Linked DNA regions of Capra hircus: region 1 is linked to region 2. A link is a contact called in public Hi-C data. All regions are on one chromosome and are shown on one strand. The core of a region is the stretch at or near the end of the contact, and the rest is flanking DNA. Distances in the headings are between cores, read along the strand shown.

The links. Hi-C and Micro-C count contacts between places; a contact is called where the count stands out from the background.
Region 1: a Hi-C map of liver shows a contact between it and region 2, with 2.1 times the contacts expected there. The contact joins two enhancer-like sites. A contact is called at or near these places in 3 of 5 Hi-C or Micro-C datasets (blood and liver).

What each region holds. Positions count from the first base shown.
Region 1 is chr20:12,438,624-12,445,293 of ARS1.2, forward strand. The region is part of intron 24 of LOC102190263 (microtubule-associated serine/threonine-protein kinase 4); the gene reads right to left. Among named protein-coding and RNA genes, the nearest start is that of CD180, 41 kb to the left of the region's middle. Within about 2 kb of position 2,423, at least 3 of the 5 cell types and tissues checked have an H3K27ac peak or open chromatin away from gene starts, as enhancers often do.
Region 2 is chr20:12,383,568-12,390,637 of ARS1.2, forward strand. No RefSeq gene overlaps it. Among named protein-coding and RNA genes, the nearest start is that of CD180, 14 kb to the right of the region's middle. Within about 2 kb of position 5,209, at least 1 of the 5 cell types and tissues checked has an H3K27ac peak or open chromatin away from gene starts, as enhancers often do.

The sequences.
Region 1 (6,670 bases), core at 1,173-3,672, 52 kb after region 2:
CTAATGCTGGGAATATTTCTGTATATTTCCTGCTGGTCTTCTATTAAGCATGTAAAAATTATGCATACATATATATATATATATGTAGACATACTTTATAAGTAATTTTAATCTTAATCTAATAGTTTTTTTTTCACTTCACATTTCATAACTTTGAAAAACTTGCACTTTTATCACTGAATATTCCTTCACATAATTTTTACTGGCTGTTTAAAAACGTTCCATGAGATAGGTAAATCACAATTTAACTACTTCCTTATAGCTCTTGTTTTCTATTTTCCAATTCTTGTAAAAGTTGAAATAAGTATCTTTATCTATAGTGTCCTAACCTCTGACATTTTCCTTAGATTATCTATCTAGTCTCAATACACTGAATTGGAGGGTCTAGTTGAACTTTTTAAAGACTGTTGATACACATTGATGTACTACTGCTGCTGCTGAGTCGCTTCAGTAGTGTCCAACTCTGTGCGACCCCATAGACGGCAGCCCACCAGGCTACCCTGTCCCTGGGATTCTCCAGGCAAGAACACTGGAGTGGGTTGCCATTTCCTTCTCCACATTGATGCACTAATTTCCAGAAAGTTCATGTCAGTTTAAACTCTTAACAGCAGCACACGAGTACCCATCTTAGCACACGCCTGTCAGACCTGAATACTAGTATTAAATAAATTACCAATTTTATAGGAAAAAGTTACATCAAGTTTTAATTTTTGTTTTTTGGGTATTAACAAAGCTGGATTTCGTCTCATTTATTTTTCATTGTTTTTATTTCTTTAGATCATGATTTATTCATGTCTTACATCCAATTTTGTATCTAAAAATCAATAATCAACTGAAAATTAATGATTTTTGAGTTCTTTATATATTTAAGATCATATAATCCCGTACTTAGTGCCATAACCATAAAAAAAAATATTTTAGGGAAATGGGATTTGAATCTGAACAAGGGAAAAAAACGTTTTTCATTCTGAAAAAATAAATTACTTGTCTTATATTTATAAGCAGATGCCAAAACTTTCAAAGCAAACCTTTATCTGGTAGTAGAGACTGGCATTCAATTTATTCTTTAAACTGAAAACTCCACTTTTAAGTATGAAAGGGCTACCAAAATTTGTTTGGACTGGGGTTTGTTCTTTACCATTTGACTGAGGCCAGACTCAAGTTTTGGTTTTTCCTAAATGGCTTAGGGGAAGGAAAGAGGCAACAAACGTGATGGGAGTTCGTCCGTCATCGGGATTCTTCCCATCCTTTACTATATCATATCAGAGAGGACACGGAGCCACAGTGATCACTGGGGCTGCTGGAGCCCACGAGCAGTCTAAGCCTGAACCACTGCTATCCCTCCTATTACAGTCCAGTTTTAAAAATAGAAAAATATCATATACACTGTATGAGATAAATATAATAAAATGCTTAACATTTTTCATTAGAAAAGTTACGGCTGGAGTGTGTTGAATCAGAGTGTATCATTAAGGTTTCTACAAATGTCCCTTTCCACAAGCAGTACTGACATATATAGACTATCATGTGTAAAACACTTGGGGGGAAGTTGCTAAAGAACATAGGAAGCCCAGCCTGGCACTCTGTGATGACCTAAAGGGGTGAGGTGGGGAGGAGGGGAGGGAGGCTCAGGAGGGAAAGATTACATATATAATTATTCACTTTGTTGTATGGCAGAAACCAATACAAAATTGTAAAGCAATTTTCCACCAATTAAAATATAAATAAAATTTTTAAAAATTTAAAGAAAAACTCGAAAAAGACAAACTTAGTTTTTAGTTTGTTTCTACATAGGGCTGTTTCAGAGGACAGTTCACTTGACTTATGGAAATACACAAGGGGATAACTTTCCTAAGAGGAAATACAGACAGAAAAAAATGCAGAGTGCAAACATTTGGTTGAGAAAGTTAATGATGACAAAAATGGTAAGCAAATGACTGAAAAATAATTTTATGGGGAATAGGTGAGAATTGTGAAGCCTGCCACCTGGTGGACCCATCAGCTATAGCAAGTGCTGCCAGAACTGGCAATTTGTTTTACTGGGTCCTTTGACCTCAGCAAATTCTTCTGAAGAAGGAACAATCTCTTATTAGAGAGATTCTGTGGCACTATTTCAAAAAATAACAACAACAAAATGGGGCCAGAAGACTGTCAAATGTTCTATTAAGTTACGCATTACTTTAAACTGCTTGTGTGATTGGTGCATGGTGGGGAGGAAGTTATTTTAAGCTGGCTGAACTGAATACAAAAGCAGAAGTCAGGCTGCCCAGCCTCTTCTCTCAATCTGACTCCACATTAGTTCATCATGTGGCCTTGGGTATCTCCCTGAGCTACACTGCTTTCACAGTTCTTCCTCTGCAAAATACCCATGGGGAATGCATTCTTCCCACGCCGGTGTCCTAGCCCCATCCATACTCTCCACCATCCAGCCCTGGTCACCTTGCGCAATGCATCCCAGACGCCATGAACTCAGGCTCCAGCCACACTGGTTTACTCATGCACCTCAAGCACTTCGAGTTTCCTGTTTTTGCGGTTTAAAGTGTCATTTTATTGTGCCTAGACCGTCCCGCACTCCTTCCCTTACACAAACATCCACCCACCCTTCACAGCCCTGCACAGAAAACCCCCAACTCTCCGCCTGTCCACTGTGGTGGAAAGCTCTCTCTCCTTCCGCACTTGGGCCCTATTTACAGACTGTTCTTTGGCTTGGCAGCCTGACTGCAGCCTAGCGCTGCCACTGTTTCTCCTGCGAACACTGGGCTCTAAGCTTCTGGCAATCAGACCTCCCGTCCGGAGCGCGGTGGTACGCTAGTTGAAAGCTCAGGCTCTGGGGCTGCCCTGCTGGTATGCAAATCCTCTTCTGCTCTTTCCGAGCACAGAACCTTGGCTGCTTCGCTAGCTTCTCCTTGCTTTAATTTCTTCATCTGTAAAATGGGGACATTTCTATGTATAGCACCTGTGCACAGGCTATGAGGATGACCTGAATTTATTCATGTAAAGTGCTCTTGACTACCTACTATTCATATGCGCCATGTGCTGTGTGACCCTTTGGTACCTCACACAACTCTGCACACTCTGGGGACCCAGTTAATATGTAAAATTGGTAATAATGGTGCTCTTTTAGCCCCCATTTTAGTATCCAGAGGTTCCCAGAGTTTAGGGAAAGGAAATACTGAGGCAGTGGCTGGCATTATTTTAGGTTCTGTTATGACTGGGCATTTAAATTAATGCTGTCCTAAGAAAGCAACCTGGCTGAATAGGGGGTTTCCTGCATTTGAGAGGCTACACTAGGCAGGTAATCATGTGAACAGGGGGTATGACTGGGTCCACGTGGCCTCCACATTCCACCATAGTGGGGAGAGAGCGATTTCGGTGCTGTGGGAAAGTTCTTTTAGCAAGCTACTTGTAATCTGGATGGAGGTGATTAACTCCCTGTGGCTAGAGAGGTTTGAGGCAACACTGAGAAAGCGCAGAGCTGCTGGGGAACTGAACCGAATAACTATGACTTTGCTTCTCGTGCATGTGAGTGAGTGCTTTCACAGCAGGCTCACTTTGAAGCTGTGAGGGTGGGTGAGGCCAAAAGTGAAGCCATGACACAGAGGATATGCTAAATATGTTCACAATCCAAAAGATACATAAGTATTGTACACAGTGTTAGTCGCTTAGTTGCGTCTCTCTGTGATCCCACGGACTGTAGCCCGCCAGGCTCCTCTGTCCATGGAATTCTCCAGGCAAGAATACTGGGGTGGGATGCCCTTCCCTTCTCCGGGGGATCTTTGCCACCCGGGGATCAAACTGGGGCCTCCAGCACTGTAGGCTGGATTCTTTATCATCTGAGGCATCAGGGAAGCCCAGTATCACACATGGATTTCTAAAAATATATACAGCCCTATGTGACGGCTCGTCTACCTTTTTCTGAGGATGCCATGAGATTTTGTGAAGTAGTTTGCAAGTATAAAGCTTCGGGTAAACAGCACGTGAGAAAACGAAAATACAGCTACTACCCTGATGGTCTGCCACTGATGGCACATGGGAATCCAGGACTAGTACTAGTCACTCGATCCTTTGTCCCAGAATCACTATTCACATTTAGGAGAAAGATGCATGATAACACAGTTCCTTGGGAAGGTAATTAAATCCCCTGTATCCACTCTGTTTCCTTACAGGGGTTGCTCTTTTGAGAGCTTCCTTTATGAGCCAGAAGCAGGATCCTCTGCTTAGATGTGAGACAGCACGCCGTGGCCCAGGAGGATGCCAAAGCTCTCCATTACAGCATGTTCGTGGCATTTCAGGGACATAGGTCAACCAGATCCAGGAATGCAGGCACTCCGTAACCAGATGAGGACAAAATGTTATAAATGGAACTGACTGACCCTTTTCAAAGACCTTGCCAGAGGCGTTCAGGAGAAACATACGTTCAAATTTCACAGAAGTAGGAAGAGATGTTTTAAAATCCAGAATCACACGAAAGTGTTTTATAAAATAAATTATGAAAGAGATCAAATATGTCTCAGCAAAATAAACAGAAGGCATATTTCCTAAAGATATGTATATTTCAGCTTGCTATTTCTTCTTCTGATTTTATGAGCAAATGCAAGAAATAATATAAAGATATACTGTGCCAGGACCTAAGATGCATGTAGTGTAATACTGCTACAAAGAACGGAAGAGGTCAAACCGATTACCATTTAAAATCCATCTGACCATCTTTGAACGCTAATGCCAAAACTTCTAGTCCTGTGAGTTGACAATGAAAAGAAATCACATATAAAACATAGCTTTATTATCTAAACAAAAGGGAGGTCCTAGAAAAGCTCAAGGAGTACTTGGGAGAGAGAAGTACCTCTCTGCCCACCTTCGTAGTCCCTACACCACTGGAAAGACAAACGGGCTGTGGCAGATAGAGCCTGGGCCCTCCCTCACAAAGGGTCGATGTGAGCCAGCAATGGCGTATCCCTGGACCACTGGGTCAGGCACTACGAGAGAACAGGCTGGTCAGGCTTCTTGAATTTTGTCTTGGGAAGTCTGACGTCATTTCAGGGGACTCTCACAGCCAAGAACTCTGAAAGTCCACAATCCTGCTCTGCCTCCCATTTTGGGGGCACTTACTAGGAGACAGTTATTTCATGGCAGTTAGACAAGTAATATTATCAGAAACCGATGGTGAATGAAAAGAAAAAAACTCAAGCCTTACCCACGTAGGTGCCAGAAATGCTACCTGTTTTGAAATGACAACCTGCTCCAGAATTCTTGCCTGAAAAGCCCCATGGATGGAGGAACCTGGTGGGCTACAGTCCAAAGGGTTGCAGAGTTGGACATGATGAGCAACTAAGCACGTGTGCACTACTCGGTAGGCATATTGCAAAGTGTAGAGGCTCCAGCCATCTCAAGGTTTTACTCCCAAACTGAGCAGCATGTACATGAAGACATTAACACAAGCAGCTGTATGGTGCTAGGCTCCTCCCGCGGTGACTTCTGGACAGCACGCGAGGGAGAACCCTACTAGTCACCTCAATTCCACAAACATTTTCTGAGTACCCAGCTGCAAACCCGGCACTGTGCAAATGCGGGGATGACGTGTGGAGCTTTACTAGTAGCTCCATGTCTCTCCTGCAGGGCTGCCGTCAGGCCTGCCACGTTTTCAGCACGGCCCCGGCTGGCTTCCCATACTGCCTACGGCCCTGCAATGTCCTCTCAAGATTCATCCTCTTCCTCCAGTGAGCAATACTATGCCTTTGTGAGAAAGCTGACTAGAGTTAAGGGAACCACCCGTAGGTATGGAGGATAGCAAAGACAGTCACCTACTTACTCCCATGGGGCCTGAAGTCAAGACCAAAATTTCATTAATGCTGTGGACTGATCAATGGCAATAACTTCCCTACAATCTGCTACTTCACAATGGACCTTTGAATGTACATACTATTACTCCTCTCGGAATGTGGGCCAGACCCTGAATCTTTTGAAGAATACACTTGTGTTGGCTGGGAGATGATAAAAAGAAGGATAAAAGTCATTTATCAAAGGCTTACTTACTTATCAAAGGCTTTGTACACCCACCCACCTGCACTAATTCCAAATTCCCAAGTTTCTTTCAGGTTTCAGTTCAGTGTCACTGCTTGCGGATGACTCTCCCTATTCACAGAATATTCTCTGTGGAAGCATGGCATTCCTCCTCTTGCTGTGGCTCCAGCTAATCAGGCTGAACTTCATCTGCCTGCATGCATCTCTTGTGTCTCTCACAGTCCTCAAGGTAAGAACTGTACATAATTTTCAATGTCTACCGTGTCTAGACATGTCACCAGTATCTCCCATGGTACCTGCCTAGCAAGTACTCTAGAAACAGTCTGAATGGATGTTGTTTAAATGACACATATGCGTTTATGTTTTATTTCTCAACAGGCTGCAGGCTACCTGAGGTGATGGCTCACACCTCTCTGATAGGCCCTAGTAATGCCTCCCTGTGTTCACACACTGAGAAGTCATCTATAAATCTGCTCACCTGTAAAATAATCCTACAGTTAATGATTGCATTTTTTTTTCAAATCACAGATAGGATTTTTTCCTTGAAAAAACTTAAAATTGAGACTCAGATTCATCTTTGTTTTAACCAGATTCATATTTGGGGCTATACCTTTATATTCTTTCGTTAGCAGTGGCAAAGAGCCCAACA
Region 2 (7,070 bases), core at 3,959-6,458:
CACCCGATACCCGTGCCGGCATAACCACACATGCAAGGGAGGGTGAGCCTTCTTTCATAACAGCTACAGCTTCTTGACGGAATGGCCTTTCCACTGAACCAGTCGTATAGCCCAGCCCAAAGCCGCTGTCAATTAGAATATTAAAAATTCAGAAAGAAGTTGAATAAACGGCACTGTTATTTAAAGTGGCCCTTGGCCAGGCCCCCGGGGCCAACAGAGATCCAGGGGCTACTGAATGACCTCAACTGCTCTGGACTAGAATGACGAGAAACTTCTGTGAGAAAAAATAATAACCAGCCCAATTCGAGTCCGGAGTGTGAACAAAGGCTAGGGTCGGAAGGGTACCTCAAACATCGTGCCAAGGCTCAGACTGATCTCTAGAGGAAGGCCCAGGACGCGCTGGAACTGCGGATCATGGATATTATATAAAGGCTGAGGGCTGACATCAGCTGAAGGCACAGTGACCAAGCTTCTGTGCACAGATGTGAGAGAAAAGGGGGCGTCCATCTAGGGGAGGGATCAGACACTCCCCAGGGAAGGATGGATGACAATTCTGAGCAGCTGTCTGCAAAGTTCAGGGCTGCTGGGCCGTTCCAGTGACTTTAGGGAATTAAGATGTTTGGGGTAGGAGTTCCAGACAAAACTGAATTTAGTCTAGCTTCCAGTTGCTCTGGCCAAACACCTGGGCATCATTCTTGACCTCTCTCTCTCTCTCTGGCCCCCACCCCATACCCAACATATCAGGAAATCCTATTGGTCCTACTTTCAAAATTATGCCCAGTTCTTACCACCTCTGCTACTATCTAGCACTCTGGTCCAAGCCACACCATGTAACACTTCAATAACTGTAATAAATTTCCCAGGGTTCTTGCTTCCACCCTTGCTCCCCTGCCAGAGAGCAGCCAGAGAGACACTTTTAATCTGTAAGTCAGAAAGTGTCCCTCCTCATCTGGAAACCCTCCCTATCTTACTCAGAGGAAAAGCAGAGTCCTCCCACTGTCTTATAAGATCCTGTGCAGTCTGTTTCCATGGTTCCTTAGCCCTCATCTCCTGCCCTCAGCCTCACTCACTCACTCCAGCCACACTGGCCTCTTCATCCTCCTTGAACTGACCAAGACCACCGCTGCCTCAGAGACCTCCTTAAATGCACTTCCCTAAGTCTGGGACGATCTTTCCCCAGATATAGTCATGACTCACCCCTCCGCTCACTCAGATCTTTTCACAAATGTGAAATTCTCAGAAAGCTCTACTCTGTCCAAAATTACAAAGGTGTACAAATCCCCTTTGAACTGCTCTAATTTTTTTCATGTCATTTAACACTGTCTAATGTGATATACAGGCACATATACCTATATAGAATTCATTTGTTTTACATATATTATGCTTTCTATTTGTCTTTCCTCACACTAAAATGCGAAGTTTCATAAGAGCAAGGAGTTTTATGTAGTTTGTTAGTGGGTAATAATGTTAATTCTTTGAGCCTCCTAGACCATCTATCTTATAGATGGCTCTCAATACAAATAGCTTAAATAAGCAAGTGAAATGATTTACAGTCAAAGCCACTGAATGGCCCCTTTCCAGACTAGTAGCTCCAGCATGGCAGGATAGGTACCATCCATCCATCATACATGGGATACATGTTTACTGAGCAGCTAATCAGTGGGGCTTCCCTGGTGCTCAGTGGTTCACCTGCTAATACAGGAGACACAGGTTTGATCCCCAGATGAGGAATATCCCCTGAAGAAGGAAATGGCAACCGACTCCAGTGTTCTTGCCAGGATAATCCCACTGACAGAGGAGCCTGGCGGGCTAGAATCCATGGCATAGCAAAGAGTAGGACATGACTGAGCGTATGCACACACACAGTGAGTCTATACAAACAAAGCACTTTGCTGGGATCTAAAATATCATGGTGATCAAAACATATATGGTCCTACCTTCAAGGATCTTGCAACTTAGTGACTGGAGTCAGATATTCAACAAATAACTCCACAAATAAAGAGATAATTACAATTGACATAAGTGTACTATTAAAAGAGTCCAGAAAAGACATTCTATTTGGGCTTAGGTTGGTAAAAGAAGTGGAAAGAGCTGAACTGATTCAAGATTATTTAGAAGATGGAAAATATAGGTGTTGTCCATAGGATTAAATGGGGTTGGGGAGAGTTTTATTGACAAAGGTGAGTCCTGAATTTTGGGTTTAATTTCTGGAGTAAGGTGCCCTTTGCATGAGTTAGTGTAGGAGACTTAATAATGGACCCTCCAAAGATATCCATCTTTTAAACTCTGGAACCCATAAATGCTACCTTATCTGGAAAAGGCATTTACGGGTATGAATATTTTAAGGATCTTGAAGACAGGAGATTATTCTGGATTATTTGGATGGGCCTTAAATGCAATCACGTGTATCCTTACAAGAGGGAAGCAAAGGGAGATTAAAATACATGGACACACTTGAAGGCAGTATGAAGACGGGACAAAGGGATTTGAAGATGCTGACCTTGAAAGCTGAAATGATGTGGCCACAAGCCAAGTGTGGTAATTTCATGTGTCAGTTTGACTGGGCCACAGGATGTCCAGACATTTGGTTGAATATCATTCTGGGTGTGTCTGTGAGGGTGTTTCCTGATGAGATTTGTTTGAATCAGTGGACTCAGTAAAGCAGACTCTCCTCCCTAATGTGGATATTCCTCACCCAATAAATTGGAGACCTGAATAGAACAAAAAGTCTGAGAGAGAGGAAACGTCTCCTGCCTACCTGTTGGAACCACAGCAGTCATCTTCTCCTGCTCCTAGACTGGAATTTATAGCACGGACCCCCCTGAGCCTCTAGCCTGATGGCTGCAGAACTTCTCAGCCTCTACTGCAACATGAGCCACTTCCTTATAAAGAACTACATGCACACACACATAAACACACACACACACTATTGTTTCTCGAGAAGTTGTGAGGTTGTGAAAGTCACTCAGTCATGTCCAGCTCTTTGTGACCCCATGGACTATACAGTCCATGGAATTCCCCAGGCCAGAATACTGGAGGGGGTAGCTTTTCCCTCCTCCAGGGGATCTTCCCAACCCAGGGATCGAACCCCGGTCTCCCACATTGCAGGCAGATTCTTTACCAGCTGAGCCACAAGGGAAGCCTGTTTCTCTAGAAAACCTCATTGACACGCCAAGAAATGCTGGCAGTCATCAGAAACTGGAAGAATCAAGAAACAGATTCATCTCTGAAGCCTCCAGAGAAAGTATAGACCTGCTGACACCTTGATTCAGCCCAGAGGAACTAATTTTAGATTTCCGGCCTTCCCATTGTGAGAGTTTAAGTATGTGCTGTTCTAAGCTAATCCGTTTGTAGTAATTCATTACAGAAGTCACAGGAAACTAACACAACTAGAAGCAGTGTAAGAGAATCACCTAAGGGTAGGGGGACATCAAGATTCAGTTTGGAACATGAGCTCAGAAATATCTATCACACACCTAATGGAGAGGAAGACCAAACAGGGATTTGGATGTGCTGGTAGGAGACTGATGGAATGGTCTGAGCAGGTGTTATCAGCCCCAAGGTCCCAGAGCCTGGAAAGCATCAGAAGTAGAGTGAAAAGGAAAGATGGCCAAATACCATGTCCTGAGGAACTCTCAACACTGAGAGATCAGGGAGAAAGACACCCTGGCAGGGGGAGGCAGGGAGGAAACAACAGGAGAACCTGGGGTCTTTGAGGCCAAGAGATGTGAATGTTTTTAAACAACAGGGTGACCAGTTCTGGAGCAGAACCCAGTCTGGAGCAGATTTAAGACTGAATAGTTGATGAGAAAGCAGAGACAGCCTGTGTGGGCACCTTGTTCTTGAATTTTGCTTGACTTGGAACGTACATAAACAGAGCAGATAGTTGTTATGGATAGAGGATCCAGGGAGGATTTTTCACTCATTTTCAGATAGAAGAGTTTGGGGCATTGTGTATGAGTTGGAAATAATCCAAAAGAATGAAAACAAATGGAATGTGAGGGTGAGGTTACCTTTGAATGAAGCCTGAGAAGGCTGAAAGGGGGAACATGCTGCAGTCAGGTCTCAAGCCTGGCTATAGCTTAGGTGTCCCTGGGGGCACTTTAAAAATCCTGATTCCCAGCTTCCATTCAAAACCAAAGACATCAGATCTTCTGAGTTTAAACCTAGGCATCAGTCACCATTAAAGCTTCCCAGCCGATTCCTATGAGTGGTGTGGGACTCAGTGCACATCTGGAAGGAGTGGCATTGGGTCCAAGGAGGATCAGATATGTATGAAAGTAAGTCTGGAGGGTTAGTGGGTGTAAGTTAGAAAGTTCCTAACTTCACCTTTATAATTCCAAAATTCAAGACAAGCTCAAGTGCTAAGTATGTGTGGAGTATATAAGGGAGTAAGGGGGAGTCTGAGAGCTTAAGAAAAAAAATGACATAGTTCATACTGAGAGTGGAAAGGGGAAGATACCTCACCTGGAAAAATGTGGGAAGGGTGTGGAAAGGGCTATTAACTCACAGCTATGTGTGAGTGTTAGTCGCTCAGTCGTGTCTGACTCTTTGCGACTCCATGGTCTGCAGCCCGCCAGACTCCTCTGTCCATGGGATTCTCCAGGCAAGAATACTGGAGAGGGTTGCCTTTCCCTTCTCCAGGGGATCCTACTGACCTAGGAATCAAACCCAGGTCTCCTGCATTGCAGGCAGATTCTTTACCGTCTGAGCCACCATGGAAGCCCTAACTTATAGCTGTACCTTCCATCCACTCACTCAACTGGCATTCATCAGGCAGACACCAAACCAGGCTGTGGGGATAAAATATAAGCCAGACATTGTTCCCGGCCTCACAGATTTCATAATGGAGGAGAGGAGCACAGGAGTAAACAGAAGATTCAAGAGCTGTGATAGAACCAAGCACAAGGGGTAGTGGGGACTGGGACCTTTGTAGGGACAGAGGTCACCTCCTCCCATCACAGTACTGGGCACGGAGGACGTTCTTGAGACATTCGAGAGCACCTTATCATTGTGAGGAAACAGAGCAGGAAATGACAGCTCAGCTCTTATTCTGCAGGTATGACTGCAGCAGCCCTAAAACAGTAATGACATGTCAGCAGTTCAGTGCCAGCCAGGGTCTCTAAGCAGGAGATAGTCTCAGCTGCAGGAAGGGTGGTCGCCAAGCTGAGGTGCACACAGGATGTTCTACGGGGCCATCTCCATGTGACATTCAGAAAGTGGTCACTAGGTGGCAGGGTTAACATTTGCAAAGTTACCACCAGTAGCAGTTAACTACTAGCTGGATTCTAGCTGGAAGCATTTTTTGTTTCTATCCCAAAGGGAGAGTGGAGCCACGTCCTAGGGACATAGGATGCCTGGGTAGTTTCTCAAATCACGCTCAGAGCTTCCTCCGCACACAATCCCTCATTTCTAAATCCACCCTGGATCCATTTCCTGGATCCATTTCCTGGATCCATCTCTGCTCTAGGGGCTCTGGGCTCAGTACACACTCTGTCCTAAGGAGCAGGTTCAGAGTGAGGTTTGGGGCGGGGAGGAGGAGGGTAAAGGCTGCCAAGTATTCTTCAAAGCTTTAAGGTAAACAAGTGGCTCTTATGCTTTTTACATCTTCAGCTTTCCCTGCCACTGTCCTGTTTTACCTGGTGTCACACTCCCTAGGTTCAAGCCCTACCTTAGCCACAGAACCAAATGACCTTGAGCAAATTATTTAGCTTCCTTGGGTTTCTTTACCCAGAGGTGACAGAGTATAGTCATACAGATTAAGTGAGTTAAAGTCTCCAACTTACATAGAAGAGTATCTGGCAATAAACAGTAAGCACTATGTGCTAAATATTATTATTATTTTCTCTAAGTAAAAAAAAAAAAGAACTTTTTTCTCAATTTCTTATGAAGATGGTAAGTTGAAATTCTAGGCTGTAATTTTAAAACAAAGACAAAAAACAACTTTTGAGATCCAAATTTTCAGATGAAATTATAAAGAAAAAAGGGACCACTCAACAAAAGGTATTTACATCCATTCTAGAATGATGAGCCATGGTCAGGCTCTTTTCCTGGTAGAATTCTGGATTGGAAATGGGCCCCCTCCTGACAAGGAAGCATCTAACCCCCCAGGTATCTAGCTTCCCATCCCCTTCCCTACAGGAAAACAGAGCCTGAGACTCCAGAGCCAGCAGATGCTTTATAACCTGTCCGTGGTCTTGATTTTGGTGGTGGTCTCTCATTTCCCATATGAGAACAGAATTCTGATATCACAGGCAACTTCTCCAGACACTCCGAAACTGCATTGTCCCACCAAGGCTGTGCAATTTTTTCCCCAAAAAAACCTCATACACACAGCTTCAGGTAGCTCAATTTCAACTGTGATTAGGACCTTATTGACTTATATAAAGCAAACTTTTTTGTCATTTGTTTAGTTTCTCATTGATTCCTGAATAGTGCATGTATTTAAAAGCTATAGATCAGCCTCATTTTTCATAGCAGATATATGTGTAATTACATTTTGAAAAATCTGATCATAGACTGCATAAGATTTGGTTGCAGGAATTCTACAATGCAGAGCAGTCACAAACTGACTTCTGTGATAAAAAAATGGTTGTTTTTTTATCAGTCCTACATAAAATTTAAATTTTTATGCTTGATTTGCTTAAAGTGAATTCAACCGTATCTAGAAAGTAGAAAGGAAGTTTTAGAATTTCCCCTTTATTCTTCTCCTTTTTTTTGTTTGGTACTAACAGAGTACAACAGGAACAGATTGTGTTCTAAAGACGAAGATTCTGCTAGAATTGAAGCTATAATCTTAAAATTTTCCCATACTTAGCCAGTATTGATTGACTCTCCATGTAGAGATTTTGCTCTTAACTTCACACTAATTTATGGTGAGACTTATCGTAATATTTCCAGCAATACAAAATGGATTTTCTCTCCCTTGTTGAAAATCTCAAGATACCCCAGTTCTTGGCTCCCTGTTGTCTTCCCCCAGGGAATTCACATATTTGCATCTCATTCAAAAAAAATGCCCAAAAGCTAGATTGGTATCCTCTTAGAAGTGAACCACCTACTATTGGTTCAGC